Regions from separate parts of the Sus scrofa genome. Here regions 1, 3 and 4 are each linked to region 2. A link is a contact called in public Hi-C and promoter capture Hi-C data. All regions are on one chromosome and are shown on one strand. Each heading gives the region's core, a stretch centred on a gene start, on an enhancer-like site or on the middle of the called end of the contact. The rest is flanking DNA. Distances are from core to core; before and after follow the strand shown. Region 1 holds the start of ZC3H4 (zinc finger CCCH domain-containing protein 4). Region 2 holds the start of ARHGAP35 (rho GTPase-activating protein 35). Region 3 holds the start of NPAS1 (neuronal PAS domain-containing protein 1). Region 4 holds the start of SAE1 (SUMO-activating enzyme subunit 1).

Region 1 (6,942 bases), core at 2,871-5,370, 230 kb before region 2:
GATCCCCATTGCATCACAGCAGGAACTTTGAGACTCCTTTTTAAACTTTCTTTTAATTGAAGTGAAACTCACATAACATAAAATTAACCATTCTAATGGCATTTAATGCAGCCGCCATTGACAACCACCCCATCAAGTTCAAAAACATTTTTATTTCCCCCAAAGTGGTGATATATGTTTTGCAAATTTCCTTTTCTATGCATTTTTAAAATTTGTTTGGTTTTGGTTTTTAGGACCACACCTGCGGCACATGGAAGTCTCCAGGGTAGGGGTCAAATCAGAGCTGCAGCTGCCCACCTACGCCACAGCCACAAGGGATCTGAGCTGCATGTGAGACCTACACCACGGCTCACAGCAACATTGGATCCTTAACCCAGTGAGAGAGGCCACGGATGGAACCCACATCCTCATGGATACTAGTCAGGTTCATTACCACTGAGCTACAATGGGAACTTCCCAACAGTTCTTTCCATTGTTTAAGAAAGATCATTGACTTCATTTATTAGACCATCATTCATTACCAATGTAATGTTGTAGAACATCCTATCACCCCATTCCCTAGCCTCTAATGCTGGTAACAACCCCCTCATTATTGTGATGCCCCCCAAAAGCCCACACAAACTTCCAGTATTTTCCTCTTGAGAACTAAATATAATTTAGTTCAAAAATAATTTCCCTCCATAATTTTCAAAATGTCCTCTAGGGGGTGACACCATCTTTTTAAGAACTAGGTAGACCCATGACTGACCATCTCCTAAACTGGACTTCTTTACCTCCTGTCTCCTAAATAAATCCAAGGTTGCATTAGCAAGAAAGAAGGTAGAAATAGAGATGGGGTTGGCAGTCAGTAGGATCCAGCACAATGTCTCTCTTTGACCAGTGGTCTCCTTTCTTCCCCAGGGTTTCCAGAGGTTGGAGCCAGCTGCTGGTATTGGCCCACACTCTGCAATGTGTCTTCTCTGCAAAGGACTACTCAAATTAATAACAATAGGGACTACCCGTGACTAGTATCCATGAGGACGTGGGTTTGATCCCTGGCCTCACTCAGTGGGTTAAGGATCCTGCATTGCCATGAGCTGTGGTGTAGGTCACAGCTGCAGCTCGGGTCGACCCCTAGCCTGGGAACTTCCATATGCCATGGGTGTCCCCCCTGAAAAAAGATTACCACTTTTTTTTTTTTAAATGAGGACCACATTATTATTATTATTATTATTATTTTTTGTCTTTTTGCTATTTCTTTGGGCCACTCCCATGGCATATGGAGGTTCCCAGGCTAGGGGTCTAATCGGAGCTGTAGCCACCAGCCTACGCCAGAGCCACAGCAACGCGGGATCTGAGCCACGTCTGCAACCTACACCACAGCTCACGGCAACGCCAGATCGTTAACCTACTGAGCAAGGGCAGGGATCAACCTCATGGTTCCTAGTCGGATTCATTAACCACTGCACCACTGCGCCAGGACGGGAACTCCCAAGATTACCACTTTTAATAGCCAAGGCATGGAAGCAACCTGAATGTTCATCAACAGATGAATGGATAAAGAAGATGTGGTACTGGAGTTCCCGTAGTGGTTAACAAATCCGACTAGGAACCATGAGGTTGCGCATTCAGTCCCCGCCCTTGCTCAGTGTGTTAATGATCCGGTGTGCCGTGAGCTGTGGTGTCGGTTGCAGGCGAGGCTCGGATCCCCCGTTGCTGTGGCTGTGGCGTAGGCTGGTGGCTACAGCTCCGATTGGACCCCTAGCCTGGGAACCTCCATATGCCATGGGTACGGCCCTAAAACAAAACAAAACTACACACCAAAGAAATAGCAAAAAGACAAAAAAAAAAAAAAAAAGGATGTGATCCTATATACAATGAACTGTTACTCAGCCATAAAAAGAATGAAATAAACCATTTGCAGCAATGTGCATGGACCTAAAGATGATCTTACTAAGTGAGGTAAGTCAGAGAGAGACCATTTATACGTGGAATCTAAAAAAATGATACAAGGCTGTACAGCACAGGGAACTGTGTCCAGTCTCTTGGGTTAGAACATGATAGTATAAAAAACGTATAGTATTAAAAAAAAAAAGACAGTATTAAAAAAAGTGTATTTGTACGTGTGGCTGAGTTACTTTGCTGTACAACAGAAATTGAAGTAACATTGTAAACCAGCTATACTTTCATAAAAAGTTTTTTAAAAATATAGTTCTTGTTATGGTTTAAGAACCTGACTTGTATCCATGAGCATGTGGGTTTGATCCCTGGCCTTGGCCCACGGGTTAAGGATCTGGTGTTGGTGCAAGCGGTGGAGTAGGCTGCAGATGACGCTTGGATTTGGCACTGCTGTGGCTGTGATGTAGGAGCAGATCCGATTTGAAATTTGACCCCTAGCTGGGAACTTCCCTGTGTCGTGGGTGTGGCCCCCTAAAAAAAGTGATACAAATGAACTTAATTACAAAATAGAAACAGAGGAACAGACAAAATAAACTTACAGTAACTGTAACAGAGCTCCTGCCCTGTGGGGCCCCTAGGCACACAAGCCTTTCTGTTTTTAGGGAATACGCCTCAGCCTCCATGACCTTCCCTGAGTTCCAAAGGGCAGTGGCTAATCAGGGGAGGGAGGGGATGCAGAGACCAGGGAGGAGCAGTGGAGCCTTGGGGCAGGGTCCTGGTTCCTCCTTAAGGAATATACATAATACATAACAATATCTTTGAGCCTTTCCGTAGAACTAAAACTCTCAAGAAATGGAAGAATTACTCGAAGAAGGATTTTTCATTCTGGGAATGAAGGGGGACCACCAGCACCAGTCCTGGGGCCACTAAACATCTTTTTGTTTGTTTGTTTGTTTGTTTTAGGGCCCCACCCATGGCATATGGAGGTTCTCAGGCTAGGGATTGAGTCAGAGCTGCAGCCACTAGCCTACGCCATAGCCAAGAGCAACATGAGATCTGAGTGGCCGCTGCAACCTACACCACAGCTCACAGCAACATGGGATACTTAAAATCACGGATCAAGGCCAAGGATCTAACTTGCGTCCTCATAGATGCTACTCAGATTCGTTTCCACTGAGCCACGATGGGAACTCCTAAACATCAGCTTTGAAAGACAATACAAGCTTGCCTCTACCCTGATTCTTATCTGTAAGGGCACAGTCTTTAAGGCAGTAGTCTGCTGTGGCCCCCTCTGCCTGGCAAAGCAATAAAGCTATCTTTTTCTCCTTCACCCAAACTCTGTCTCTGCGTTTCTGTTCAGCAATGGTGGACAGAGGCCTGGGTTCAGGCTAGGTTCAAGTCCTAAGTGCTGTCAGTTTCGATACTACACAGAAATGAGAACAAATGAACTTCAACCACATGCCACCAATTAAATGTTAAGTGAAAGAAGCCAGATACCAAAGAGTATGTCTTGTAGATTCTATTTAGATGAGGACATGAAGGCAAAATTAATTTATGAGGTTAGGAATCAGAAGGTCCATTACCTTGGGGGAGGCTGTGACTAGATGGGGCTAGGAGGGGCCTCTGGGTTGGCTTATCATTCTCCATTTCATCATTTAGGTGATTACATAGTATATTCTCTTATCAAGTTGTATAATACTGAACCCAAACCAATAAAAAAGCCAGTTATTTCATCTCCAAAATGGGTTTATCCAGAGACAAATCAGTTGCAATTCAGGATTTACAACTTAAGAGGAACCAGAGGCAAGTCCAAAGAGCAACGGAAGAGAGCCTGGTTTTATAGGGAAAAGGGGCAGTTCCCATTGTGGCTCAGCAGTAAGGAACCAAACTAGTATTCATGATGACTCCGGTTCAATCCCTGACCTCCCTCAGTGGGTTAAGGATCCAGCATTGCCTTGAGATGTGGTGTAGGTCACAGACACAGAACGGATCTGAAGTTGCAGTGGCTGTGGTGTAGGCCAGCAGCTGCAGCTCTGATTCAATGTCTTGCCCAGGAACTTCCAAATGCAGTAGATGCAGCCCTAAAAAGACAAAAAGAAAATAGGTTAATCATTTTACTTTATCAGGAATGCTAATTTCTTCCCTGAAGGAGGTTGTAAATTACCCTGGCAGAGTTTATTTCTAAATTTTATAGTAGGATTAATATAGCATGTGATCTGGCGCCTCTGTCTCCACATCGCTCTCATGCTACAAGAATTTTCTCGGTTCCTGGCATCTAAGTGATCCTTGCCTTGTCAGGGCCTGAAATAAGGTATTTCCTCTGCCTGGAGCTATTTCTTCTTCTTCCGTGTCAGCTTAAACAACCCTGCCCCCCAAAATATTAAGAACCCTTCAGTTACTCTTTAACTTTCAGTTTCTTTCCCCTGGGGCATTATCGATTTTTATATACATAAAGACACTATGTTTCCATCGCCCATCATTGCACTTAGCCATGTAGAAGCTCATAAAGTATCCAACCAAGATCCTCTCTTGAAAATAGGACTGAACAAATTTTTGCAGGAGGCAATGAAATGCCAGCTCTGATTAAAAATCTTTCTGGGCTCTTGCGCGTAATCTTACAACCTCGAGCCAAAAACTTAAGACACTGAGCTTCAGGATACCTATTAAATGGACATAATAGTAGCTTCCTTAGTACAGTTGTGAGGGTTAAACGATTTATCCTTTTATACTGTCGAACCCTGTCAGTGCTCCCAAATCCAGCATTTAAGAGTCTTCCACCTACTACGTTCTAGGTTCTTAAACTCTGCCAAAGCACTACCAAGGCCCGCCCTCTCACACTGCCCAAGGATAACATCCACGACCGAGGTCTCTAATGACGTCATCTCCGGGCCCTTTCGGCTTCATCCTCCGGAAACCTACAACTCCAGGCACCCGGCCACCAGCTTTCGGTTATTTTTTTTTTTCTCCGTAGCTCGAATTCCTTCTCTCCCATTCTTCTGCCTAAACCTTTCGACTCTTCCCGCTGTCTCTCAGGCTGGCAATTCTCTGTTGCCCGCCTGCTCTCAGGCGAATTCCTCAAACTCTCTTACTCTATTAATCGCCTCATCCGCCACACACTTCAGTTCTTTCTGTCTAAATGCTATTACCGCCGCCCGGCCTCACTCGGCTGTTTCCGCCTCCTGTCACCCACCCTTGGCACCGCCTTCGGTTCTTTCCGGATCACCTCGGTTCCTCGTTTCTGCCCACCCCCGCCAGTCCCGACTCGCCTCGGCTATTTCCGGCTCCCCGGGCCTTCCCATTCTTTCTCTAGCTCCACCCACATCGACACCTTCGGCCTTTTCCGCCGCCCTTCGTGTCTCAGCTCCACGTGACACAGCCTCCCTGCTCCCCCTCCCACCTCGCCCTTCCTCCCGCCTCAGCCTCTGGGCTTATCCGGGCCGAGCCGCCATTTTGTGTGAATTTCTGACTGCGGCGGAGGCCGGGCAGCTGGGGCACCTAGGGCGGGCGGGCAGACAGACAGTCGGCCCGTCTCCGCGGCCCGTCTCCTTCCCCTAAAATCCTTTTTTTTTTTTTTTTTTTTTTTAAATCCCCTTTGCTCGCTCTCCTCTTCTCCCCTTCCCCCTCGCTTGCTCCATCGCGCGCGGCCCGCGCTAATTACACCGAACCACCCACCAGTGTCCGTGTCCTCCGGGTCTCCGACCCTCCCCCGGGCCCGCGAGGGGGTGTGTGTGTGGGGGGGGCCCTCTCGCCCCAATGAGGGCCCCGCGCCCGTGAGCGAGTGAACCTAGAGGCGGGCTGCGGAGAAAGCAGGCGGCGAGCGGCCCTCTGAGGCCAAGGCCGCGCGGCCTACGCGGAGGTCGGCGCAGAGGTGATTCCGAAACCGAAAAAATATATACTCATTCCTGTCAGGAGCCCTCCGAGCTGAAGTGTGCCCCTCCCGCCACGCCCAAGCAGTCCTTTTTCGTGCATTAACATCCCCTCCCCCCCAAAGGAACTATGGAGGCCGCGCCCGGGACCCCCCCGCCGCCGCCATCAGAGTCGCCGCCGCCGCCATCGCCGCCACTGCCATCAACGCCTTCGCCTCCTCCGTGTTCCCCCGACGCCTGCCCGGCCACCCCGCACCTCCTCCACCACCGCCTCCCGCTCCCTGACGACAGGTCAGGCCCCCGGCCCGGCCGGGGCAGCGTCCCCGGGGGGAGGAAGAGGAGGAGGAGGAGGAAGGGGGGAGGCCGCCATGTTGGGCCGGGCCACGGAGGAGGAGGAGGAGGAGGAGGAGGAAGGGCGGGGTCGGTGGGTGTCTCTCGCTCGCTCGCTCTTTCTCGCTTGCTTTCTCTCCTGGCCTCATGCGTTTCCCCCCCCTCGCGGCGCTCGCCCGCTCTCCCTCGCTCTCGCTCTGTCTTTTTTGGGCGCCATGCTGAGGGGAAGGTGAGGAGGCGCCCCCCGGACCCCCCGCGCCCGCCCGCCCGCCCTGGGGAGGGGGCGCCGAGGGGGGCTTCGGAGGCCCACTGGGGTCCTGGCTGCCCCTGCGCCCGGAGCTGGCAGCCTCGGGCCCGCCTGCCCGTCGCCTGGCTTCGGGGAAGGGGTTGGGGGAGGGGCTCCCGGACCTTTTTGGGGGAGATCTCGAGCCACAGCCCCGCTCTTAGGGGTTTGGAGTTGGGGGTCTCCCAGCCCCCCGCAATATCCTTTCTCCTGGGGGAGGTGTGCCCTGCCCTTTTTGGAGAGGTCCCCTAGCTTTCGTAGGAGGCAGAAAGTGGGGGTTCGTTCACGTCTTTATCCATCCTAACGGGGGGGTTCCCTTTCGGTGGGGGCTCTAGGACTTTTGGCGGGAGGTGTTTCCGAGCTGTTCCCTAGAGGGCAGAACTGGGGGGATCTCTAGCCCCCTTTCGAAGCCCCTGCCTCTCTGTGGGGGAGAGGAAGCCCATGTCTTTTCGTTAAAGGGAAGGGTCCTCCTGCTTTTTGTAGGTAGGTGATGCGTTTAGGGGAGGGAGCTGGTGAGGTTAGGTTTCCCTGCCCTGGAGAGGAGAGGAAGTTGCTCCCCTCTTTCTTGTGGGGGGTCCCTCTTCT
Region 2 (6,773 bases), core at 3,061-5,560:
TTAAGAATAAAAAACAAAACTATTTATACCAACATGGGGAACATAAACTCAACAAGGCCGAAATTCAGAAATATACAGAAACTAAGATAAATGAACCAAAAGTCAGTAAAATACTGAAAGTCAATAATGGTAATGACAAATGCCATAGTTCCTTGACACAAAATTTAAAGGCCTAAGAACTTAGAAGCTGAAGGAGCCATATGGATCCACTATCCAGCCTTCACACTGTCTCATAAACAATTGCCCTAACATTTGATGAGTCAATGGTCCAATTCTGTAGATGACAGTGAATGTTTTTTATTTCAAATGTATTCACACAGAACTACTTCTAAATAAGTGCTGAAGTAAACAAAGTTTGATCATAGCTCAGTTAAGAAATAAAAGTCTTTCCAGTAAATGCTCCTTCACAGCTGGATGGCTGCTTTAATATGCAATTGCCCTAGGCCACAGGGGGAAAAAAAAATCAGACTTTGATTTACTTAAGAAATAAAATAAATAAACAGAGAACATGCAAAAGATTCCCTCTCCCAAGTTAAGGAAGGAAAATGGTTGGATGGTTTTCTGTAAAAATTACCTCTTCCTCTGAATGAATGTCCTAAACCCCACCCCCAACATAAGATCACTGAAGATCAGTTCAAGGAAAGGTAGCAAAGGTACATTTCCCAGGTAATAAACCGAAATCCCAATGTCAGCCAGTTTCTGGCACTCATTTCTCACTCTACCAAATCAGGGCAGTCCAAAGGCTTGGGGAGTGTCAGGGCCCACCCATACTCCTCGTGTACCAATGAGCTCCATCTCTTTCCCAAATCCAGCAAGGATCTGCCTAGAGGCATTCAGCTCCTGTGACTAGGAGCCTGCAGTATCACGGGCAAAAATCTGAGTGACATTTGGCACTCTCCCTTTCAACAAACAACCCCAAAGAGCTTTCCAAACCCAAGCCCTCACTATTTTGAAGACCAGGGAAGCAAATCCTTCCTGGCCAGAGGAAAGAAAGAAATAAGCCCACCCTTCCCCGCCCCTTCCAAAGATCACACAGCAAACCAGAGGCCAGTCGGAAGGCAAGACAGACAGGCAGCTTCTACAGACCCAAAGCAGTAAATGCCAAGTGTGGCCATAACCCCAGGTGGGATTGGGGAGAACTTGAAAACTGGCATTTCCCCAACCAATGGTAAAACAAAAACAAGGGGGGTGGGGGGAAGCATATTCCGAAGATCTCCCAAGGGGTGCTGCCTTGGAGATGGAAGGGGGCGAGGGTACAACTGTCTCTTAACAATTGCTCAGAGGAGGAGGGAGGGAAAGTATAAAGAGAAGACAGATCTGTGAGCAGCTGCAACTCTCCTTTTCCAAGTGACAAAGCTGCAAAGCCCAGGGACCCAAAGGGGCTGGGGAGCAAAATGGGAGAGGGGGAAAATGGGGCAATGGAAACAGATCTACCCCCACCACCACCACCACCACGAACCTTGGCAAAAGAGAAGGAAATGGGGGAGACACTCCCGACTCCAGAGAGCAGTAACCAATTAACCAACCCCACCTATTTACAGAGATCTCACAGGATCCCTGGAGATAAAACCCTCAGGGTCAGGGCGCTGAGAGACTCTGCAGTCTAAACCTGAGTCTGGAGAAGCCTAGGTCCAACCCAGACCCTTGCCCTCCAAAGCTGAGGGACAGAGTTCAGAGAAAGGCATGCCTGAAGAGGCGAAGCACCCAGGGGGAAGAAGCAGTCAAGGGGGGCAGGTGGGAGAAGCAAGTCTGACAGGAACTAAATGGGAAGAGAAGGAGCCCAGCAGGAAACAAGGCAATGAAGAACAGAACTGAGAGAGGAATGGCAAAAAGGAGGGAGACTCTAGCCAAAAACTGGGCAGTTCCAAGAGGGAGCTGGGGTGGGGGTGGGTGAAATGAAAGGTAGGAATGATTGGGAAAACATCTCTACAAGGGGCAGAGCTGGGGGAAGGAGACTTAAAAAGGTAAGAGGGGCAGGGCAAAAAAAAGGGGGACAAATACAAGAAAGGAGAGACTGGAGGTTGAGAGGGGAATCAAAATGGTGGGGGGAGATCAGTAGGAAAACTTAGAATTTAGAAGCAACAGAGGTGCGAGGCAGTACCAACATGACCAGAGTTAAAGAGGACCACTCCAAGAGGAGACAGCAGCAGGAAAGTTAAAATGGATCCCCAAAATAGGCAGACAAGTGGACAGCTCCAAAAGGGGTAGAGCTGGAAGGAAAATAGAGAGGATGAGGCAGAAGCGAACAAATGAAAGAGCAGGGGCAAAAAGGATCGGGGCAGGTCTGAGATGCACAACAGGAAGGGAGGGGGTGATGGATCAGAGAGAAGTTACCAATAATTCAGTAAGGTAAAGGGCAAATCTAAGAAGAGCCAAAATGTGGAGGACAGGACTTGGAGATAGAGGGTGGAAGCAGGTCTTAAGCAGAGAATTGAAGGGGAAACAGGTCAAAGGAAAAGGGGGCAACTGAATGGAACAGCTCAAAAGAGGGCCAATAAGGAGGTGAGATGGAGAGGCAACAGGCAAGGACAACACCGGGGCAGAAAGGACTGCAGGGCGTGAGGCTGCAGAGAGGCTGAGTTAGGGAGAAAGGTCAGAGAAGTGAATTGCAGAAATGAGAGCTGCAGGGTCAGAGAAGGGGGAGGAGGCTGCTTCACGGAAGGCAAAGTCAGAAAGCAAGCAGGCTGGAGGGCACAGCAAGATCTGAGACTGAACGAGGGGCAGAGAGGGGAGGCAGCAAAGTCTGGAAGAGAGGAAAGGATGTGAATGACACATTTTGACTAAGGGAGGAGGCAGGCAAGGTGCATCTGAGAGGCAGGGGTCAGAGAGCCCAAAGGGGTATCCGGGGGGGAGGTGTGGGACAGATTTTGCGAGGAGACAGTAGGGCCCAAGAGGGAGATGGAATTAAGTCCAAAGAGAAGACCTGGGGCAGCAGTGCCGAGACAAACGGGGTCCCAGATGGATCTCCAAGGAGGTGGAACCGCAGTTCCTAGAGGGACAGCTCCAGGGGGTGCAAGAGAGGGTAACAGCAGACCGGTCAAAGAAGGGGGCAGGGGCAGGGTGCTGAGAGCGGAACGGGAGAAGGCAGAAGGGTCACGAACCAGAATGTGAAGGTCCAGAATTAAGGGATGCGGAAGGGTCACGGAGGAGGTGGGTCCCATGAGCACTGCAGAGTCCGGGAGGGGCGAGGGGCATTACTGAGGGAAGGAAGAGGGAAAGGGGAGGCGCAGAATTGCGAGCGGAGTGGCTGCAGTGGCCGAGGGAAGGGGGAGGCCGAGGCAGACACAGAGATCCCAATGGGTCGGAGGGTGGGGGCAGACGCGGCGACAGCAGGGCTGAGGCGGGCAGGGGCAAGTCCGAAGGGCAGGCGGGCCCCGGCGGGCCGGGCCACAGCGCGAAGCGGCGGGGCCCGGGGGGCTGGGGGGCCGCTCCCTCCCCTCCCCCTCCGGCTCCTCCATTGTTCGCGGGCTCCGGGCCCCGCGGTCCCCGCCTTCCCCTGGACCCCACAACGGGGCGGCGCCCGGCCTCGCCACCGGGGCCCACGAGCTCGCGCACTCACCAGCTGGACGTCCTCAGCGCGGCCCCGGCCTCCGGATTCCCGGGAGCGGCGACGGCGGCCCCGGCGCCATGTTCTGTTGCTCCTCGTCCAGCGGCGGCTGAAGCGGCGGCGGCGGCGGCGGCGGCGGCAGCTCCGGCGGCGGGGGGCCGGGCGGACCCTCCCTCGCGGGCTCCCTCCTCCGCCTCCTCCACCTCCTCCTCCCGCCGCTCCGCTGCTCTCCCTCGGGGCGGGGGGCGGGGAGGGGAAGGGGGGAGGGGCGGGAACCAGGGGGAGGGCGGACCAGCCTCGCTTGCTCGCTCCCTCCCTCCCTCGCAATGGCGGCAGCGGCACCTCCTTCCTGCGGCCCCAGCTCCCGCGCGCGTGCCCCCTCGCTACTGCGCGTGCGTGGTGCGGGGACCTCTGCAGGGGGATAACGGCCCCTGAGCGCGCGCCGCGAGGGAATAACCCGCGCTGGGTGGGGGAGAAGTGAAAGCCCGTACGCGCCCGAGGGGCTCACTGCTACCGCAGCGGCCGGGTCCAGGGAACGGGCGCACAGGGCGCAGTGCGCGTGCGCCCCAAGAAAATGCCGCTACTGCGGTGGCTGCGGCGCGAGGCAGCGCGAGGCAGAAGGAACGGGGTGGGCAACTGCGCGTGCGCGATAAGGGATGCCAGCCGCAGCGTCTACTCGCGCTGAGGCGAAGGGAGTGGTCCGCGGGGGGCGCGCGCACCGTTGCGCGCGCCAGAAGCAGCCGATGCCCTCCTCACGCGGCCTCTTGGAGAAAACGGGAGAGAGGCATGGCCCGGCTTTGGGGGCGGGGGCGAAGGGCGCGATCCCGCTCGCGCGGGACCTGAGCAGCCAATGAGAGGCAAAGGGAGGTGGGCTTGCCGCGCGAGCGCAGCCCCCGGGATAACGGAGGAGGAAAGAGGGAGCGACGTAACGTGGGGCGGTGGGACGGAGCTGAGGAGGAGGGAGCGCACCCAGTGAGGGAATTGATTGGGGAACAGGAGGAGGCGTGGCCCGCCTTAGCCCAATCCGAACCTTGCATTTCGTCGTTCCGGAAGAGAGGGCGGTGCTGAGGAGCGCGTGCTATTTTCCCAAGCAGTGAGGAAAATCTGCAGGTTATGTGCGAGTTATTAAGACTTGCTGTGGGTTCTGTGAAGCCCTGATTTCCTGGAGAGGGGCGAGGGCCTGGTCCTCCAGGTCAGCATTGTGCAAATGACTGCAAGTCAAATGTCAGTTCGGGCGCCCGGAGGGGAAATATTAGTGATGGGAAGGGGCACTGCTATAACCCCAGAGTTCTTGTGAACTGAAGAGGGGTTCCTCTGGGATCCCTCCGGAAGTACGGATCGTGGAAGTTGAGCGTTCTGGGAGCTCAGTCAATATTTAAGGAATGCATGAAGAAACGCTATGCTTCTTACTGCATTTTTCGTTTCTTAGTCTCTTCATGTAAAAAGTGGAATGATAATCTTATCTCTTTAGTAAGGTTTGTTGTGAGAATTTAAGGAGTTCTATGTGTAAAGCACAGAAAATCATGGCTTGTTCTAAAAACGTTGATGGAGTTTCTGTCGTGGCACAGCGGAAACGAATCCGACTAGGAACCATGAGGTTGAGTGTTTGATCCCTGGCCTCGCTCAGTGGGTTAAGGATCCGGCGTTGCCGTGAGCTGTGCTATAGGTCACAGACATGGCTGAGATCTGGCGTTGCTGTGGCTGTGGCGTAGGCCAGCAGCAGTAGCTCCCATTAGACCCCTATCTAGCCTGGGAACCTCCATATGCCGTGGGTGTGGCCCTAAAAAGACAAAAAGACAAAAAATAAAAATAAAAAAATTTAAAAAGTTGATAAATAAAAACCTTTGTCCTCACGGATGCTAGTCGTTGTTTTTTGTTTTCGTTGTTTTTTGTCTTTTTGCCATTTCTTGGGCCCCGCCCGCGGCATATGGAGGTTCCCAGGCTAGGGGTCGAATCAGAGCTGCAGCCCCCGGCCTACGCCAGAGCCACAGCAACGCAGGATCCGAGCCCCGTCTGCAACCTACACCACAGCTCACAGCAACGCCGGATCCTTAACCCACTGAGCAAGGCCAGGGATTGAATCCGCCACCTCATGGTTCCTAGTTGGATTCATTAACCACTGCACCACGATGGGAACTCCATTTTTTTGAGGTTACATCTCACTGCCCTTTTTCTTTAGTTGAAGTGTACTTGATTTATAGTGTTGCGTTAGATGTACCCAAGTTTTAAAGCAGCCCAGGGAGTTCCCTTTGTGGCTCAGCGAGAACGAACCTGGCTAGTATCCTTGAGGATGCAAATTCAATCCCTGACCCCACACAGTGGGTTAAGGATCTGGCATTGCCTGTGAGCTGAGCTGTAGGTTGCAGATGAATTTTGGATCCCATGTTGCTGTGCCTGTGGCAAAGGCCAGCAGCTGTAGTCCTGATTGGATCCCTAGCCTGGGAACTTCCATATGCATAGGTGTGACCATAAGAAGAAAAAAAATTTAAAGCATCCCATTAAATAAAGGTTTTCTGATTACCGATAAGGGTCAGTTCCTTTGACTTTTTTTTTTTTACACTTTTAATGCATGAAGTTTGATTTTTATATATTAAGGTTTGTTTTTAGCACTATGGCCTAAACAAATCCAGTACATGGGCCAAATTTTCTTTTTCTTTTCCTTTTTTTTTTTTTTTGCTTTTTATGGAGGTTCCCAGGCTAGGGGTTGAGTTGGAGCTGCAGCTACTGGTCTACACCACAGTCACAGCAACGCAGGATCTGAGCCTCATCTGTTGACCTACACCACAGCTCAGGGCAATGTTGGATCCTTAACCCACTGAGCAAGGCCAGGGCACAAACCTTTGTCCTCGCGGATGCTAGTCAGATTCGTTGACCTCTGAGCCATGGGAACTCCCAGCCAGAATTTCTTTAGGCTGCCACTACAAACCTTGGCTTGTAAGTGATTTTGAGATCCATCACTTTAGAACACCATAAATACTGGGGATAAGGGACAACAGATTCCCCTACCTTAAATTCATATGTGTTTATAACTCCAATGCAGTGTTCTAGGGCCTTCCAACCTTGGAAAATTTTTGAACTGGCAGCACCTAGAAAAGAGAGAAGCCTGGACTCACTCTGGATCCAAGTACCCCTCTCTCCCCTTCTCTTAGAGCCCTTCAGCTCTGCCTTAAGTCGGCCTCGAAGTCACTTTCTCAGCGTGGCCTCCCAGATTTGGCCTGACCTCTCA
Region 3 (6,949 bases), core at 2,898-5,397, 150 kb before region 2:
AAATGAATCCGACTAGGAACCATGAGGTTTCGGGTTCGATCCTGGCCTCGCTCAGTGGGTTAAGGATCTGGCGTTGCCCAGAGCTGTGGTGTAGGTTGCAGACACAGCTTGGATCTGGTGTGGCTGTGGCTGTGGCATAGGCCAGCAGCTATGGTTCTGATTCCCTAGCCTGGGAACGTCCATATGCCATGGGTGGGGCCCTAAAAAAAAAAGCCAAAAGAGAAAAAAAAAAGAAATATCGAGTATCAATGACAGTAAGTACTACAGAAAGAAATAAGGCAGGAGAGGAAGGCAGGAAGTGCTAGAAGCAGGGGGCTGTCTGAAGAGCCCACATTCTAAGGGAAGGGGGCTCCGGGTGGAAGCAGAGCCCGTGCAAAGGCCCTGAGGTGCGAACAGTCTTCTCTGAACAACAAGGTGGGCCAAGTGGGGGAGGGGAGTGAAGGGGTGAGGGGGTAAGAAGAGACCCAGGAGGTGGGGGCAGGGGGCCTACTGTGCCAGGTTTGTACGCCCACCTTCGAGGACAAGGACTTTGTCCTGTACTCTGCTGTGTCTCCAGGACCTAGAACTGTGCCTGGCACCGAGATGGTACATATATATATTTGTTTTGTATTTTCTAGGGCCTCACCCATGGCATATGGAGGTTCCCAGGCTAGCGGTCTAGCCAGAGCTGTAGCAGCTGGCCTACACCAGAGCCACAGCAACGCCAGATCCGAGCCGCATCTGGGACCTACACCACAGCTCACAGCAACGCCAGATCCTTAACCCACTGAGCAAGGCCAGGGACTGAACCCGCAACCTCATGGTTCCTAGTTGGATTCGTTAACCACTGAGCCACGACGGGAACTCCCCGAGATGGTATTTATTGGGCATTTGTTGAATGAATGACAAATGCTGATATAAGGTCAAGGCGGTCTCCTCTCCAGACTCAGAGCCCTCTGGCTAGACTTCAGCATCTCTCTTCCCATTTTACAGATGGTAGAGCGAGGCCCAGAGAGAGGCTGAGATCTGCAAGGTAGGACCCACCCCTGGAGACCCACCAACCTGCCAAGTATGGGTGTTGAGATGGTGCACTTTGGAGCCTGGTGGGCCCCTTCCCGGCTGTGTGACCTTGGGTAAACAGTTTGACTTCTCTGCAGCTGCTTTCCCCTTCTATAAAATGGGAATCACGCATTGACTCCCTCCGACGATTTTTGAGGATTAAGCAAAAATATGTAGCATGCTCAACATGGTGTCTGATGTGTATATAATTATTATAATAATAATAATTATTATTACTATTTTCTTTTTAGGGCTGCACCCGAGGCATATGGAAATTTCCAGGCTAGGGCTCAAACTGGAGCTGCAGCTGCCAGCCTAGCCATGGCCACAGCAACACATCTGGGACCTATGTGGCAGCTTGTGGCAACACAGGATCCTTAAACCACTGAGTGAGGCCAGGGATCCAACCAGCATCCTCATGGATTTTAGTTGGGTTCTTAACCTGCTGAGCCACAAGGGGAGCTCCTGACATGTATATTATTATCCCCCCCACAAAGCAAGCATAAGTTCCCAGGCCAGGGGTCAAACCCCCAGCTGCTGCAGCGAAAATGCTGGATCCTTCACCACTAGGCCGCCGGGGAACTCCATTATTACTATTATTTTTGAGGAGGATATGGAATCTCCCCTCCTCTTCAGAGAGCCAGAGACACAGCGCTTTGCCCTCTCACGGCACTTAAGTCGCAAGGTCAGTTTGGCATCTGCACCTGGGAAGCAGGTGCTTGGCCTCTTGTGGGGACCCGGCAGAGCAGGAGATGCCCTGGTTTCTTCAGTGTGGGGGTTCGGGAGGGAGTCCACGCAATATCTCCTCCCCACACTGTCCTGTCCCCCTTCCCACATACAGGCAGGGGCTTGCTCAGGTCGGTGGTCGGTCCTCTCAGCGCTGTGACGTCAGCGAGACCCTGGCCCTCGAATGGCCCGGCCCCGCAAGCGGGGCTAGACAGGGGGAGAGGACGCCGTCGGGGCTCTCTCCGCGTCCCCCCTCCCTTTCTCTCCCCAGGGCTTGGGGACAATAGACAAGATGTTTATCCCCCGCCAGCGCACATGTTGTTCGCCGTAATGACAGTAATCAGCGGCGCTAATGCCGCATTCTCTCCGCGCCAGTCAATTCGCCTAATTACCGCCTGGGAAGCCGGATTATTTAAATTTAAATGGTGATTTATTGCGAGCTTAATCAATGCTATTTTCTCTTCCCCTCCCCCCGAGACCGGGGCAGGAGGGGAATTGGAGCCCCTCCAACCCCACCCTAAGGACAACCCTTTGGTGGTGGTGGGGGAGTAGCCCAGGATGTCCTGTCCCTGTCCCCTGCACTCGCAGCTGAACATGATTCTCTCTCTTCTAGTAATAAGAGTAATGCAATAAAATAGGAAATAGAAGTAGTAACAATAACACTTTGAAACATCTATCAATAATAAAGTCTGAATAATAAGGAAAAGAGATATTTGCCTATATATCTGTTTTACATAGTCTAGAGGTTTACATAGTATCCATTGCATTTCTTTGTTTATTTCATCTTGTGTCTTGGCAGTAGGACCTCAGCCTGCCTGGGGCAGGGACCTTTATCCAGTTTGTTTCCTGCTGGATCCTAGGGCTCAGAATAGTAGATGCTCAATAAACCTGCAGATACTATCATTAACAGTACTAGCCACATATTGACTGTTTACTCAGTGCCAGGTGTGTAGAGGGTCCTTACACCTATTACCCCTTCTCAGCCCGGGGTGGGAGGGCGGTGGGCAGTGGTGGCGAGGGCCTTCATCCTGATTCCCATTTCACAAGTGAGGTACAGAGAGGTGAGGCGATCACAATACTGGCGAGCGGCCGAGTGGGGCAGGGACCCCTGTCTTTCTGAAGCTCCCCATCTGACCTGCCATAGTATCCTGTCTCCTTCCCGCTCTCCCAAACTGGGCATTCAGACTCCAGAGTCTGTGTTCCTTCTGGGATCTGAGGGCGGGGGTTTCTTGCCCATTCGTGGCTGGGAGCTCAGGCTGGGTCCCCTCTGTCCCGCCCATGGAGCTGCGGGTCGCTTCTGTGATGATAATGATTCATTTCCCCTAATACGAATAACATGTGCTAGTGGTATGATCCCTGGAGTGGCCAGGCCCTTGATCAGGCCAGAAGTCATGCAATTGTCCCCACCTCGTGTGCTCGCTTTACAGATGAATAAACTGAGGCTTGGATAATAGAAGCCGCCTGATAGGGACGCACAAAAGGTCTGACTCCAAATGCCTTACTCTCTCCCGGGGGAGGACCAGGGCAGGGCTAGCGCGCACCTCGGATCAGGGCTCCCCTGCCCCCAGGAGAGTGCCGAGACCCCCGCCCCCTTGCACGCGCACTCACCGAGGCTGGCCGGCGGCCCCGCGGTCCGCAGCCCCCAGGGCGGCGCCCCGAGCGCAGCGAAGCGGCGCAGGCGGAGGTAGGTGACGCTGAGGCGCACGATGGACGCCTTGTCCAGCTGGCTGGAGATCGCTCCGGGCAGCGGGAGCAGCTTGGCCAGCTCGAAGAACTCCAGGTTCTCCTTTCCGCGCCGCGAGCGCGCTGCGTTCCGGGACTTCTCCTTGCGCTGCGCCTGCAGGCTGGGCGGGCGGCGCGGAGGGGGCGTCAGCAGGAGCCACCAGGCTCGGGGGTCTGGGGTGGAGGGGCGAGCCCCGCCTCCCCGGGCCTCGGGCAGGAGGCGGGACGTTGGAGGTCGATTCAGGTGGGGGCAGAGCCTGAGTGTGACTTCTACGCGCGGCCGTGGGGACAGAAACTTGGGTCTAAATTCTGGGGAAGAGGAAGAGGGGGTAGATAAGAGTACTGGGTAGTAGGAATTCCGAGGAAGGGGGCTCGGAACAGAACGCCAGGGATGGGCGTTACCGAACCGCAGTAAAGCAGCAACTCCGGGTAAGAAATTCTAGCCCCCCAGTGGGCGGGGCAGAGAGTGTGAATTTCTTCCCTTAGGGGCGGGGCCAAGGCCCGAGGGGCGGGGTTTTGCTCACCAGGGTCCGGGAGGGGCCTTGACCACGAGCCCCGGCAGAAAGTCCCACGGGACGCTGCCGCCGCGACCTCCCCCGCACCTGACTTCGCCTCCGCCACCACTGCTGGGGTAGGGGGCCGCCATCTCCGCGGGGACCGGCTCAGGCGGGCTCAGAGCAGCCTGCGGGACTCGAGAGCCGCGTCTCCTGCAGCGGGAAGGAGCCGGAGGCAGAGCTCAGTGCTCAAGGGGGGCCCTGGGACGCCTGCTCGGTAAACCGAGGTCCGCGTGGGGCTCAGGGTCCCGTCAAGGCGCTGGGGCTGGTTGGTGCCTCAGTTTCCCCTCCCTGGAGGCCCCGCTACACAGTCTGCAGCTCTCACCGTGCCGGGCTCGAGGCGAAGCTCAAGGCGAGGACGTGCCCCGCCGCCGCCTCCCCGCGCCGCCCGCCGGCGCGCCCGCCTCACGCCCGCGCCGGGCCGGCTCCCGCATACCAATAGGCGCACGCGGCGCGCATACGGATCCGACCGGCCCGCGCGCTGCGTGCCAAGCATGCCCAAGCCGGGCGGGGGGCGGGCGCTTCGCCGGAGCCCAGCCGCGCGCAGCTTCGGCCCCCAGAGCCCTTTGCCCCGGGGGTCCGTCCCCACCCCCCAAGCACACCCTAGAAGTCCCGCTTCTCGAATCTGCGGTGCTCCTATTTCCTGGACAGGGCTAAGGAGATAGCAGGGCAGAGGGTTGGGACCCCACCCCACGCTCTGTCCAGAGACAACCCCCAGCCCCTCTGGGTGGTGCCACGTGTCCCGGCCGCCAAATCTCCGCAGCCACAACTTCCTCCCTGAAGACCCTGGCGTGCGAGCCTCAACCCCCGATGCAGTGGCCAGAGCCTCAGGCCGAGGACGCCCCCAGGGTGGACCTGACCCTTGGGGCCCAGATGTCCTCCTATCCAGATCCCCCCGAATTAGGAAGGTGTTCCGTTATGTCTTTATTCCTCCAAGACTGGGCGTTCAGGATCCACCCCCACCCCTATATCCATGCCGCCTCCAAGCCTCCCCAACCAGGTGCCCTAGACCTTGGAGTCCAGATCCCCTAGCTCCCTATTTCCCCAGGACCCAAACATCCGTGTGCCCCTTCCCTCTGCTTCGGGATACAGACGCTCCGACGCCCTAGCCCCCAGGACACTGGAGTTCCGGTCCCCTTTTCCTTCGGGACCCAGGAGTTCCCTGTCCTCTCATGCCAGGCACCAGGCGTCCCCTACCCACAGGACCCACAGCTTCGTTACCTGGCCGCGGGGCAGGTTCCGGGCGCGGCGTGGGGCCGGCCGGGCGGCGCAGAGGAGCGGCCCCATAGACCCCGGGACGCGCCGGGCTCGGTGGGGCGCGCAGGCTGTGGTGCTAGGCTCTCCGCGCCCACCGAGGCCTCGCAGACCTGAATGCGCGGGGACAGCGCTAGCGGTCGGGGGCGGGGTCTGCTAGAGCCCCGCCCCTTGAGTCTCCGCCCCTCGGTCCAGCCCAGCGTCAACCACTTCGGCCTTTTCCATGGCAGGGGGTTCCCAGCAAGGGAGTCCTGGGCTGCTCAGGTGTCTGCGTCCTCTCACCCAAGGGCACCATCGAGGGGCCAGCCCCTTCTCACCCAAACGAGAACCTCAGTCAGTTTCTCCACCGCGAGAGGGGAACATCGGCATCCAGGCTCCATCTCTATACCCCATCGGGAAGAACTATCACCCTCTCTCCCCCAAGAAAACCGGGCACCCCAGCAGCCCCTCCGGACAAGGGCGGCATCCTGCACCCAAGTCCTCTGCAGGGGTGGAGACTCAGAAGCAAATCCAGGCGTCGGAGATCTTCATTTTCCAGCCGAAAACTTCAATTTGTCAGCAAGACCCTTTGGACAAGAAGGTGACCTTCGCTCACCACCCCGCACCCCCACCTATAAGACCAGGATTTGATATCCGGACCTCCCAGGGACCGGGACACAGGAATCCGAGGAATTTCAGTGACCACGATATCCTGGGGTCTTATTCTGGGGTCTTATTCGTGCTCTCGTGGGAACCAAAACATCAGAGCTTCCCATTAGACCGTAGCTGAGAACGTAGGAATTACAGTGCCTCCCACAGAGAACAGGGATCCAGATGACCCAGCCTAGGAGATACCACACCTCTCCTTCCCAAGCCCATTTGGCAGCCTGGCATGGGGGTGTCCAGGTGCTTAAGTGCTCCTAGGAGATCACAGTGCAGCTAATGAAGGTGGGACTGAAGTCTTAGGAGAGGCAGGTGGGCAGGGGGTGGCAAAGAGCAAGGGCCACCTCTGGATGGACAGAGAACTGAGGCACACACCTCTGAACCCTCATGGGCACTGGCTGATGGGAACACTTTTTTTTTTCCAAGGTCCTGGCATGCAGAAGTTCCCCAGCCAAGGATTGAATGCATGCCACAGCAGTAACCTGAGCCATGGCAGTGACGCTGGATTCTTAACTGCAAGGCCACAGGGAACTCAATGGGAACACTTTTTAAAAATTTTTTTCTAAGCCTGCACCTGCGGCACATGGAGGTTCCCAGGCTAGGGGTTGAATTGGAGCTGTAGCTGCCGGCCTCCGCCAGAGCCACAGCAACACAGGATCTGAGCCGCATCTACAACCTACGCCACAGCTCATAGCAACTCTGGATCCTTAACCCATTGAACAAGGCCAGGGATCGAACCTGCGTCCTCATGGATTCTAGTCAGATTCGTTAACCACTGAGCCACTACGGGAACTTCCAATGGGAATACTCTTAAAATGGCTCAGAATAACCACACCTAACAATTTGGGATGCTTATGTTCCGCTAATTCTTTTCCCAACTGCAAAGTTCTGAGCTGGGTTCTATGACTAAGCCCATTTTACAGCTAGGGAAACTGAGGCATAGATACCAGATAGCCTGCTGCCGATGGTCTCTCAGCCAATAGTAGTTTCTTCTTTTTCCCCAGAGAGACCTG
Region 4 (6,920 bases), core at 964-3,463, 250 kb before region 2:
TGCCTTTAATCCTCAGACCAAGGCTCGCTAATGCCTCATGATGTGCCCAATCACAAGAAGACCCTGCACAACGGAAATGAACCTGAAGTAACCCAACCTCACCCCACCCACCACGCACACTCTCTCTCACCAAAAAATTCTACCCCTCAAACTAAGTTCTCCTGACTTGCCTGCTTCCCCAACCCTTAGATCAATTAATTCTACACTCTGTCCTCAATCACATAATGACTCCCCATCACCCAGCCCGCAGCTATGAACTCAACCATTCGCATATTTCTACTGAGATGTATAGTAAACATCTAAAACATAATCCAGGACTTCTCCTGTGACTCAGCTGGTTAAGTATCTGGCACTGGCACTGGAGCAGCTCAGGACACTGCTGCAGCGAGGATTCAATCCCTGGCCCAGAAACCTCTGCATGCCACAAGCACAGCCAAAACAAACAAACAGCAACAAAAAACCTAAGTCCCAAAGAGAACCCCCGATTCTTCCCCCACCCCACCAAACCTGCAGTTTCCCCCACCTCCGTCAGGAAGGGCACTTCCATCTTCCCACTTGCTCAGGCCAAAAACCTTGGAACCTTCCTTGAGTTCAGACTCTCATACCCCACACAATGAACCCTTGAGCAAAGTCTGTCCCCTCTACCTTCAAATTATCCAGAATCTATTTTTGACCCTTTCCTAGAGTTCCGAGCCACCATTACTTCTGTCTCAAGGGGATTACTGCAGCAGCAGCCTCCTAACTGGAATCCTTACTCCCACCTCTGCCCACATCAACCTATTCTCCAATGCAACAAGAGTGATGCTTTTCAAACACAAATCAGATCACGTTACGCCTACGCTCAAACTCTCCAACGGGTTTCCCAGCACATTTATAATAAAAAAAGCTACTCAACTCCTTTGGTTCCAGTCACCCTGAGGCTCCAATGTGCCAAGCATGCTCTGGCCTCCAGGATGTTACACTTGCTGTTCTCTATACCAGGAAGGTCCTTCCAGATGGCTCTTTCCTTTCATACAGGTCGGAGGCTCAGTGTTACCTCTTCAGAGCCTCCCCTGGCCCCTCTCAAAATAGCTCTCCCACCTCACCATCCTTTATTGCTCCTCTTCTCCTTGTCTCTCTAGCACTTACATTCCTTAATATTTTATTATTTCTTTATGTTTACCGCCTCCTCGGGTAGAATATAAGCTCCAGGTGAGCAAGGAGTCTGCCTAGTTCACTGACCCACGCTCCGTGCCCATTAACAGTGCCCGTGGCAAGTGCTCAATCAATAGCTGATTAAATCAATCACCTCTTTCAAAGACCTCACGCCCTCGGACAATTTCTCCTCCATGCCCAAGGATGCCCAATCCCGTCCTCTGTGGACACGCCCCCACATCTAGACACAAGCAACCTCTTCAGGTCCTCCTGCCCCCCTAGACGCTTCAAACCTGTCAGGACTCCCACTTGAAATAACCTGCTCCAAGACACCTCAAAACCCCTCATTCTTTCAGACTAGCCCACCCTTTAGAGGCCACAAGAATGAATGGAAGCTCGCATCTGCTCGGTTCGCCAGTCTCACCAGCGGCCAGCACAGAAGACGTTCCCATTACCTATGAATGAATGAACTATGACCTCCCCCCCGCTTTCATCCTTTCCATGCGTTCCTGGCCCCCTTCTATACCCTAAGCCTTCCTCCTCACCTCGATCTAAATTCCAACATCACTCCCTCCGAGCGCCGAGCCCCGGAGTCTTGAATCCTCGCGAACGCTCCGGGCTCTCCCTCCGCCCCCTCTAGACGCCTCCAATCCCCCAGAACGGCCTTCCCACCACCCTGGGACGTCCTCGCTTCCCATACCTGCCGAGGAAACATCCCAAATCAAACCCTCCAGTCCTCTCAAGCGGGCGACCATGCCCGGGTACATGATTCCCACCTCCTCTCTTCAAATTCGACCCTCTGGCTCCCCGAGGGCCGCCAACGCCTCAGGCCAGACGCCCCTCCAAACCCTCAGCCCCACAAGCCGCACTGGCCCTGACCGTTTTTGGGCCTCCAGTCCCCAGAGACGGATCTGCCGGTCATACTGCGCCGCCTCCTCCTCGCTGATACCGCCGCCCGCCTCCTCCTTCTCCACCATGGCGCCAGCTCTCGCTGCCTGCGCTCGGGTCCGTTCGCAGCAACCGCCCGCCGGCCCCACACGCCGCCAACCGCCGCCGGCCGCGCTCCCGGGCCGGGTCTGCGCCTGCGCCGGGAACAGCGCCTGCGCAGTACCGCCCCCACCGCCGCCACCCGGCCCTGGAGCCTGGAACCAAGTCGAACTCCTAAGCCTCCAAAGCGGGCGGGCTGGCAGGCGAGAGCCAGTCACGTGACAGAGGCTGCTGCCAATCCCGGCCAAAAAACTGCAGGGCTTCTGAACCCGCGAGGATACCCAAGTGATCGTTTGTTTGTGAGTCTATTAATTCAGCAATAACGAGGGAGCATGTGCTGAAATCGCAGCAATGGAGGTGTTGTGAAAGAGTGTCGAGTAATACATAGTCTTGTCCAGAGGGAGCTTACATTCTATTGAGGAGGGCCCAGGGGAAAAAAATAGAGGAAAATTAAAACAGGATATGGGAGTTCCCGTCGTGGCGCAGTGGTTAACGAATCCGACTAGGAACCATGAGGTTGCGGGTTTGGTCCCTGCCCTTGCTCAGTGGGTTAACGATCCGGCGTTGCCGTGAGCTGTGGTGTAGGTTGCAGACGCGGCTCGGATCCCGCGTTGCTGTGGCTCTGGTGTAGGCCGGTGACTACAGCTCCGATTTGACCCCTAGCCTGGGAACCTCCATATGCCGCGGGAGCGGCCCAAGAAAATAGCAACAACAACAACAAAAAAAAAAAAAAAAAAAAAAAAAAAGACAAAAAAACAGGATATGGCACTCCAGGGTGACAGCAGTGGCCAGAGAAGTCCTCTCGGAGAAGATGCCATTGAGCAGAGATCTGAAGGGAACTGTAGAAACAAGCTACATAGATAACTGGGTAGACGGAGCATTTCTGGACAGGAGAACAAACAGCTGGTGCAAAGGCCCTGAAGCTTACTGACACAACTGAGGAGCCCGCGAAGAGGGCAGGGCAACTGGAACAGAGTGAGAGGGTGGGAAATGGTAGGAGTTAAAATCATAATATGAAGCAGGTGGGGAATAGTAAGCCCTTGTAGGTTAGTGATAGCTAATGTGTATTTTCTGTAGGCAAAGTGCATTTTTACTATCCATTCAACAAATAATTACTAAATGCATGTTGATTCAGTAATTATGTGCTAGGACTAGGGCAGTGAAAAAGAAAAAAAAAAATGAGTTCCTGCTGTGGCACAGTGGGTAAAGGATCATTGTTACCACAGCCATGGTATAGGACACAGCTGCGGCATAGGTCACACCTGAGGCTTGGATTCGATCTCTGGCCCAGGAACTTCCCTATGCCAAGGGTGCAGCCAAAAAAAGGAAAAAAACGGCTGCCCCCTCATGTAGGGTAAATGGGCTTTGTGTGGATGGATTATTTCTCTAACCCTTATGAGAGTAGATAATTTATTTAATAGTCCCATACCATAGCTAAGAAGTCTGAGGTACAACAGATTATCAGTAGCCTGAACGAAGTCTTATATCATAGAAGTAGTGAATCTAGGATTCAAATCCAGGCTGTGTGGCACACATACAAGAGGTTACACCGCTGGTGGTACATTAAGCTCCTACTATGTGCTCTGATCTTATCCAGTGGGTACATACTCCGTGAACCTCAAAGATAGACTTTTCCTCCACTTTACAATATGACTCTGGGACCCAGAAAAGGGTAGTAATTCATCCCAGGTCAAAATACCATTGAAAAGAGTTCTCGGAGTTCCTGTCATGGCGTAGCAGAAACGAATCCGACTAGGAACCATGACATTGCGGGTTCATTCCCTGCCTGGCCCAGTGGGTTAAGGATCTGGTATTGCGGTGAGCTATGGTGTAGGTCCCAGATGCAGCTTGGATCTCATGTTGCTGTGGCTCAGGCATAGGCCAGCAGCTGTAGCTCCGATTAGACTCCCAGCCTGGGAACCTCCATATGCTGCTGGTGCAGCCCTAAAACGACAAAAGACACCAAAAAAAGAGTTCCCATTGTGGCTCAGCGGAATTGAATCTGACTAGCATCCTTGAGGATGCAGGTCCGATCCCTGGCCTCACTCAGTGGGTTGAGGATCTGTCGTTGCTGTGAACTGTGGTGTAGGTCGCAGATGTGGCTTGGATCTTCTGTGGCTGTGGTGTAGGCCAGTGGCTACAGCTCCAGTGCAACCCCTAGGCTGGGAACCTCCATATGCTGTGGGTAAAACCCCTAAAAAAAAAAAAAAGACAAAAGATGTATATCATTAAAAAAAATGTGACCGGAGTTCCCATAGTGGCTCAGTGGAAAGGAATCTGACTAGGATCCACGAAGATGTTTGTTTAATCCCTGGCCTCACTCAGTGGGTTAAGGATCTGGCGTTGCTGTGAGCTGTGGTGTAGGTCGCAGATGTGGCTCAGATCTAGTGTTCCTTTGGCTGTGGTGTAGGCTGGCAGCTGCAGCTCCGATTTGACCCCTAGATTGGGAACCTCCATATGATGCACATGTGGCCCTAAATAGACAAAAAACAGAAAACAAGAACAAACATGGCCAATACCTACTCTGTTGGTAAGCGATGTGAAATAAATTACGTAGAAATTTGGGGGCTTAATGACTATTATCTCTTATTCTGTGAATCGGTAATGCAGGAGCAGTTTGGGTGGGCAGTTCTTGCTCAAAGTGTCTCATGAGGATGCAGTCAGATGCCAGCTGGGGACTTCATCTGGGCCAGGGATCAAACATTCACCACAGCTGCAGGGGGAGCCACAGCAGTAACAACGCTAGATCCTTAACTTGCTGTGCCACCAGTGGAACTCCCAGGGCTGCAGCCTTCTGAGGACAAGGTGGGGAAGATGCCCTTCCAAAGTGACTCACAGAGTTCCCACTGTGGTGCAGTGGGTTAAGAACCTGACTGCATTGGCTTGGGTCTCTGTGGAGGAGCAAGTTTGATCCCTGGCCCAATGCAGTGGGTTAAATCATCTGACTCGAATTCAAGCCCTGACCCAGGAACTTCCATATGCTTCAGGTGTGACTATTAAAAAAAAAAAAAAAAAAAAAAAAAAAAGAGTTCCCCTCATGGCTCAGTGGTTAACGAACCCAACTAAGAACCATGAGGTTGCGGGTTCAATCCCTAGCCTTGCTCGGTGGGTTAAGGATCTGGTGTTGCTGTGGCTGTGGTGTAGGTTGCAGCTCTGATTCAACCCCTATCCTTGGAACCTCCATATACCATGGGAGTGGCCCTAGAAATGACAAAAAAAGAAGTGGGGAGTTCCCATCATGGCTCAGCAGAAATGAATCCAACTAGCATGCATGAGGACAAAGGTTCGATTCCTGGCCTTGCTCAGTGGGTCAGGGGTCCTGTGTTGCCATGAGCTGTGGTATAGTTTGCAGATGCAGCTTGGGTCCAGTGCGGCTATGGCTGTGGCAAGGGCCAGCAGCTGTAGCTCCAATTCTGCCCCTAGCCTGGGAACCTCCATATGGTATGAGTGCAGCCCTAAAAACCAAAACCAAAAAAAAACATGGTTGGCAAATTCATGTTGGTTGCTGGCTGGGGACCTCCATTCTTCTCCACGTGGGTCTGTCCACCTGCTGGAGTGTCCTCATGACATGGCACTGGCGTCCCCCAGCACAAGTGATCCTTCAGGGCAGGCTGAAAGCAGGAATGCTTTTTATGCCTCAGCCTCGAAAGTCACACATGGTCACCAATATCCTATTGGCCACTTACTGGTCAGCTCTGTTCATTGTGGGAGGGGATGATGAAAGCGTGTGACTATTGGGGGCAAGGATCATTTGTGGACCATCTTGAAGGTTGGTTACCACATCAACTATGTGTCACATCCTGTGATGATAAGGTGAACAAGGGAAATATGCCCTGAGTGGTGCTGATACAAGAAGGGGAGACAGTGCTTCATCAATCAAAGGATTGTTCACTATGGAGTGCCTGCCATGGCTCTGTGGTGATGAACCCAACCAGTATCCATGAGGATGATGGTTCAATCCCTGGCCTTGCTCAGTGGGTTAAGGATCCGGCATTGCCATAAGCTGTGGTGTAGATTGAAAATGCGGCTTGAATCTGTCATTGCTGTGGCTGATAGGTATAGCTCCAATTCGACCCCTAGCCTAGGAACTTCCATATGCAGAGGGTGCGGCCCTCAAAAGCAAAAAAAAAAAAAAAAAAAAAAGAAAGAAAGAAAGAAAAATTTTAAAAAGAGAATTATTCAGTAGTTCAACTACTCAACAAATAATTTACCAAATCTCGACTATGTATTGAACTTTGTGCCAGGTCCTGGGGTTATAATCCTGATAAAAATGGACACATTTGGAGTTCCCATGTGGCTCAGCAGGTTAAGAACCTGACTAGTATCCATGAGGATATGGGTGAATTCCCTGGCTTCATTCAGTGGATTAAAGGATCCAGTGTTGCTGCAAGCTGCAGCATAGATTGCAGATGTAGCTTGTAACTGGCGTTGCCGTGGCCATGGGCCTGCAGCTCAGATTCCACCCTTAGCCTGGGAACTTCCATATGCCACAGGTTCGGCCCTAAAAAGAGAAAAAAAGAAGGGTTCCCATCGTGGTGCCATGGTTAACGAATCCGACTAGAAACCATGAGGTTGCGGGTTCGATCCCTGGCCTCGCTCAGAGGGTCAAGGATCCGGTGTTGCCGTGAGCTGTGGTGTATGTTACAGACGTGGCTCGGATCTGGCGTTGCTGTGGCTGTGGTGTAGGCTGGCAGCTGCAGCTCCGATTCGACCCCTAGCCTGGGAACCTCCACATGCTGCGGGAGTGGCCCAAGAAAAGGCAAAAGAGACAAAAAAAAAAAAAAGACAAGAAAAAAAGA

The links. Promoter capture Hi-C pulls out the DNA fragments that hold promoters and counts their contacts. A called contact is a pair of places that touch in the nucleus more often than the background predicts.
Region 1: a promoter capture Hi-C map of liver shows a contact between it and region 2, with 3 times the contacts expected there. The contact joins the promoter of ZC3H4 here to the promoter of ARHGAP35 in region 2. A contact is called at or near these places in 1 of 5 promoter capture datasets (liver), 3 of 47 Hi-C or Micro-C datasets (embryonic fibroblasts, heart right ventricle and liver) and 2 of 2 datasets of contacts at active chromatin or transcription factors (alveolar macrophages and skeletal muscle).
Region 3: a Hi-C map of embryonic fibroblasts shows a contact between it and region 2, with 4 times the contacts expected there. The contact joins the promoter of NPAS1 here to the promoter of ARHGAP35 in region 2. A contact is called at or near these places in 2 of 5 promoter capture datasets (fetal skeletal muscle and liver), 2 of 47 Hi-C or Micro-C datasets (embryonic fibroblasts and epiblast stem cells) and 2 of 2 datasets of contacts at active chromatin or transcription factors (alveolar macrophages and skeletal muscle).
Region 4: a contact with region 2 is called in a Hi-C map of embryonic fibroblasts, with 4 times the contacts expected there. The contact joins the promoter of SAE1 here to the promoter of ARHGAP35 in region 2. A contact is called at or near these places in 1 of 5 promoter capture datasets (fetal skeletal muscle), 2 of 47 Hi-C or Micro-C datasets (embryonic fibroblasts and fetal skeletal muscle) and 2 of 2 datasets of contacts at active chromatin or transcription factors (alveolar macrophages and skeletal muscle).

Annotation. Positions count from the first base shown.
Region 1 is chr6:52,935,893-52,942,834 of Sscrofa11.1, reverse strand. ZC3H4 (zinc finger CCCH domain-containing protein 4) reads left to right here and starts at 4,120. Exons shown (of 16, transcript XM_005664626.3): 1 at 4,120-4,826; 2 at 5,870-6,035. The coding sequence starts at 4,751.
Region 2 is chr6:52,709,000-52,715,772 of Sscrofa11.1, reverse strand. ARHGAP35 (rho GTPase-activating protein 35) reads right to left here and starts at 4,310. Exons shown (of 7, transcript XM_021094622.1): 1 at 3,560-4,310.
Region 3 is chr6:52,854,937-52,861,885 of Sscrofa11.1, reverse strand. It overlaps NPAS1 (neuronal PAS domain-containing protein 1), which reads right to left and starts at 4,147. Exons shown (of 11, transcript XM_021094623.1): 1 at 4,011-4,147; 2 at 3,373-3,608. The coding sequence starts at 4,132.
Region 4 is chr6:52,952,767-52,959,686 of Sscrofa11.1, reverse strand. SAE1 (SUMO-activating enzyme subunit 1) reads right to left here and starts at 2,213. Exons shown (of 9, transcript XM_003127243.4): 1 at 2,014-2,213. The coding sequence starts at 2,111.